Regions from separate parts of the Sus scrofa genome. Here region 2 is linked to region 1. Evidence: chromatin contacts called from public Hi-C data. All regions are on one chromosome and are shown on one strand. Each heading gives the region's core, a stretch centred on a gene start, on an enhancer-like site or on the middle of the called end of the contact. The rest is flanking DNA. Distances are from core to core; before and after follow the strand shown. Region 1 has its middle 160 kb from the start of AGTR1. Region 2 overlaps AGTR1 (type-1 angiotensin II receptor).

What was found. A called contact is a pair of places that touch in the nucleus more often than the background predicts.
Region 2: a Hi-C map of liver shows a contact between it and region 1, with 3 times the contacts expected there. The contact joins two enhancer-like sites. A contact is called at or near these places in 2 of 47 Hi-C or Micro-C datasets (liver and skeletal muscle).

The regions. Positions count from the first base shown.
Region 1 is chr13:88,774,101-88,776,745 of Sscrofa11.1, forward strand. No RefSeq gene overlaps it. Among named protein-coding and RNA genes, the nearest start is that of AGTR1, 160 kb to the right of the region's middle. Within about 2 kb of position 1,296, at least 1 of the 83 cell types and tissues checked has an H3K27ac peak or open chromatin away from gene starts, as enhancers often do. A contact at or near this core is called in liver, where this site is marked.
Region 2 is chr13:88,951,420-88,954,064 of Sscrofa11.1, forward strand. The region is part of intron 2 of AGTR1 (type-1 angiotensin II receptor); the gene reads left to right. Among named protein-coding and RNA genes, the nearest start is that of AGTR1, 18 kb to the left of the region's middle. Within about 2 kb of position 1,317, at least 5 of the 83 cell types and tissues checked have an H3K27ac peak or open chromatin away from gene starts, as enhancers often do. A contact at or near this core is called in liver, where this site is marked.

The sequences.
Region 1 (2,645 bases), core at 46-2,545:
TAAAAAAGAACAAAATAATGCCATTTGCAGCAACGTGGATGGAACTAGAGACTCTCATACTGAATGAAGTAAGTCAGAAAGAGAAAGACAAATACCATATGATATCACTTATATCTGGGATCTAATATATGTCACAAATGAACCTTTCCACAGAAAAGAAACTCATGGACTTGGAGAACAAATTCATGGTTGCCAAGGGGGAGGGGGAGGGAGTGAGATGGACTGGGAATTTGGGGTTAATAGATGCAGACTATTGTCCTTGGAATGGATAAGAAATGAGATCCTGCTATGTAGCACTGGAAACTATATCTAGTCACTTAAGATGGAGCATGATAATATGAGAAAAAAGAATGTATACATGTATGTGTAACTGAGTCACCATACTGTACAGTAGAAAATTGACAGAACAGTGTAAGTCACCTATAATGGGGAAAAAAATAAAAATCATTATATAGAAAAGTCCAAAAAAAAAAAAAAAAAAACCTTAAGAATGGAATAGAGCCAAAAAAGTAAAAGCTATTGGGAACCAGAGTACTCTTTTGTAATTGTCAAATAAACTTAGTAATTTAGGAAAAAAAAGAAAAGAAAAGAAAAATGCTTGCCTGAAGCTACTCTACAATCTTATTAAAATCTGACTGCTGCTTTATCTAAAGTGATGGGAACCAGAAATAGCACCAGAATATAACTGAGCCACTGGCTTACTGAATCTGTGCTGGGAACACAAAATACAACCAATAATAACCTAATCGATTTAAATTTTCCAACCCCTCTGCCAAAAAGATAACTTTCCCTCAAATATCTTGGAACCTACAAAATCACTTGTAATTGAAGCATCTTTGTCAAATCTCTCACTTTTAGAATGATTGTTTCAAATTAGAAAATTAAAAATGACAGTAAGCTTCCCTCAGGTGGAAAAATGTATGCTGTACCTGAAACAAGATCTTCTCAAGGAACTATGGTATAAAAGCAATTGAACAAGTGTATCTATTTGGAAAGGCAGATGAGCTGAATACCTCTTGACCATCAGGAGTGAGTGGTTCTAAGTTAGACTATTCATTCTTCCATCTATTTTTATCCTTCATCTCCCTCACCAAACATCATGTACCCAATTGGGTTCTTAAAAGATTCTCTTCGTAATCAAGGAGACCATTCTATGATGATGTTTTGCTTTACTTCAGTTGCTGTGATTGCTAATCAGGATTGTAGGCATCTGAAACCAGCCCCATTTTATACAGCTACTTGAGAAGCTGCTGTCTGAGATAATAGAGGACAAAGTCAACAAAATGTTCTGGACATCCCTCTTGCATTCTGTGTAGACATTTAACCCAAGCCCAGCTGGCTTTTGTAAATATCTGTCCCCAGAATTAGTCATCTGTGAACTTTCAATCTCACTTCATAAAATTAGGTTAAGTCATGCTGACATTCTTTTTAAATTTAAAATTTTTATTTTCATATTACTTTTTACAGAGGCTCTGTAACAATAACTTTACATTTCTTTTCCCCTTTTTTCCTGTATTCAGCAGATCAGGTTTAAAAAAAAATAGAAATGAAGTATTTTAGCATAACTATGTACACACATGGGTGGGAAAATAAACATTTCTCATGATTGAACTAGAATTCACAGTCCAAATAAACAATGATGTACAAAGTTCATTGAGAGTTATTTGTCACTGATCATCTGAAAGGTCAATGTTTCAGCAGAATAACCACCATTTAATATTTGTTATTACTGAGCAATTTGCACTGAAGAGGACATAAAAATCTACTTGTGAATATTTATGTGGGGCTTATCAAGAAATTATCTTGGTACTTGACATTTAAGTTAGTTTTAGGAAACAAGAAAGTAAAATCTGAATATAAAGAATGATAACATGTCAACGTGGAAAACTCATTGAAAGAAATTTTCCTGAAGAAAAATTGAAATAGTCATCGATAGGCAACTTGGGGATGGGGGACAGTCAAGATGGAGGAGGGAGAAAAAAGGAAAGAAAAGAGTGTGAGGCATTTGGTAAGAGAATATATGAATGAAAGAGATGAATAAAAGATATCAAAAGGAGGTAGCTTTATTGGAGAAGAAGAAACAAATTAACTTATAAAAGGAAATGCAAAATGGAAAAGAAGAAAGGGATAGAAATTACATAAAAACATTTCTATTCCAACATAAATTTATAGTTAAATCTAGTTACCCTAAACCATTTGCAACATTCCTGGTATTTGTGACTGAATGAAAAGCTATGTGCAAGGAGAGTAGGACAATATGATGATAACTATTGACAGTACTTGGTTTCTTGTTTAAATTTCATGCAGAACATCACTGTAAAAAAATCCAAAATGTGAAAGTAAGGCCACTAAGTAAGACTTAATCATTAAGACTAAAAATATAATGAATGAGGATCTTAATTACTAATTTGATTATGATGTATCAAATGAGAAAGTGAAAAATAGTGAAAAATTAAAAAACACTAACATATGTGCACACAATGCCTGTTCACTTGGCATTTGTGTTTTGAATAGGCAGAAAATAATTATTAACACCAGAGTCTCAATTATTGCAATAGCCTCATATCTAAACTCCCTGCTCCAATAGCTACCCATCCTTAAATGTGCTGCAGGCCTTTTAAATTTAAGAGATCACATCATCACTT
Region 2 (2,645 bases), core at 67-2,566, 180 kb after region 1:
GCACCTTTGGCATACTTTAAAAACACTTTGCCTATCACTGGCCTGTAATTTCATGTCTCTGGGCCTGAAACTAAAACTCCTCATAACAGAGAGTTAGTGGTGCATGACATTGCCATTAGATTATTTTTAGTGCAAGCTTTGCCTTCTTGCACAAATACACCAGTGAACATAATTCCTCAGCATACCATTGAATACCAAATGATTTCATATACTGGTTATTCCATTTAAATTATTTTGTCTTTAAGTCCAACAAAAAGAAAATTCTAAATAAAAAGCTATCTTTGGGATTGTATATATGACACCCATCTATACATAACTAGGAGTAAAATTATCTAATGAAAAATTTCTAAGTCACAGCCACCTCTAAACATGTAAGGTAGTCTGAATGAGAAGGAACAATTCTGACTTTGTATTATTTTTTAGTGGTGGTGGTTTTTCATAATCCCCATGCCTTTTTCATGGCCTGCTATTCTTCAAGATTTCCTAATGAGGATTAGGGAACAGGCATATTTAACAATCTGTATTTGCAGGTTGGAAACAAGAAAATGAAGACTAATAGTTTCTCTACTGCTAATTTGATTTTCTGCAGCTCCTCTCCTACCAGCTTAGGCAAAGGACTTAGTTACTATTTCCAGCAGAAGGACCAAGAAAAAGACAAGCATCTGTGATGTCAAACTTCCCCCAAATGGGCCAGCTGCCTTACAGGCCTCCATTAGAGACTTCCCCAAAGTAAGAAATAACTGTTCATGAACAGAATGAGGAGAAAAATAAATTTCTTTTATTCTAGAAAAACAATATACAATGGCTGGTTAACAATGCTAAACTAAACATGTTCATACACTTCTCCTGCACATTTAGAGAGTTATAGAGTATGTACTTACAAGGAAATATTGATTTAACTTCTGAAGTAGTGGCAATAGATGGAGGTTTCTGGAAATGAGGTTGTACTGAGTTGACAGAAAGACAAGGGATTCAGTCCTTCCTTAACTGTTAATGTGTGACTGGCTCTCTAAATTGAAATATAAACCAGAAAGAACTTCTTGTGTATTTCCAGGTCCTAGGGCTAGTTAACAGTACAAATAGTTATTTATTTACAACTGTATAGGAATTTATTTCCCAGGACCCCTCATATCATTGACATCTCATAAAATCAGCCTTGCAAAGGATCTAGAACATTCTGAGAATATACAACACATAACTTTAAATGAGAGTTTTCCTTTTCTCACACAAAAACATGAAAGTTGGTTTGAATTGACATGGACTTCTGTCCAGGCAAGGGCCTGTGATTTCAGGAAGCATGTATCTCTTTTGTAACTCCAGTGTGTCCTTGGAAATTACTGCGTAAAGGCCAAAGTCTAGTCCTTCTCCTAAGTAAAACCTTTTAGTTGTTCAGTGCTAATTGAAAAATATAGCAATTTTAATTCTAAACCCCAAAAGTATTGGGAAGACAAGTTGAGTTAAAATAATGCCTATAATTTAATCAGTATTAGGTCCCTAATAAGAAGCTGATCAGTCACAGCTTCCTTCGAACTCTTCTCCCACAGATTTTTCTCCTGAGAGGAGATACTCTACAGCATTTTCAGGGAAAACACACTTTTCTCAAGAGCTAGAGGTAAGGTAATTAAAGGGTTTAAAATAGCATTTTAAGCATCAAGTTTTTTCTTTCAATTCCTTGAGGCTGAACAGATTCTTCAATTTTTTTAACAGCCCTGAAAATAGTTGTCTCTAGTTGGCTCTTTTTTCAGGACAATGTTATATCTTCTTAATTTAGTAGAGTTACAAATTTAAGTCATCATCCTGAGCATAAAAAAAAAGTGAAACTTATAATGTAATCAAAATGGCACAATCCTCTCACTCAAAAAATAAAGAAAAATAAAAATCTCAAATCCACTTTGAAACTCTCCCAACTTGCAGTCTGTTTTGTGGGTAAAAACTTTGGGAGACCAGTTTGGGGAGCAACCAGAGCCAGGCACTGTTTTGTATACTTGATCTCATCTACTTCTCACAACAACACTTAAAAGTAACTAGGATTATTGCCATTGTATTACATCAAGATCAGAGAAGATAATAGTTAACAGCTATCAAATTGGACACTTACTGGATCAGGGACTGGGTCAGTTAGTTCATCTTCATTTTCTTACTTAATTCACACAAAAAAAAAAAAAACCCGAAGAGCTGGGTTTTCTTATTGGCTTCACTTTTTCAGACAGTGAGTCTAAGGGGCCCATATTGCTAACCAATACCAGGACAAGAACTGGAATTTGGGACTGACTCCAGCACCCTGGTTCTGACCATTTCTCTCCCAGATATAACCCATCAAATTCTCCAGAGCCTGAGAGCTTTCTCTGTTTTTAACTAACTGCTATACTATCAGTATTTTTTACATATATGTAAACAAGTGAACACTGTGCTAATATTCAATTATAGGTTTATACTGATACTGGATACAAGTGTAAGCTAGCATCATTTTGAATAACAGTAGAAGAGTCAGGAGCTCTGAAAGTAATGTTTAGGAATGGGTAAAACATATTTTTCTATCACGTTTCAGTGAGAAAATTGTTAATTCATATGCCACCAGCCATATGCATTAATGCAATGGGAAATTAAAAAATTTAACTACTTTAAATAATGCGGTCTGTAGTACA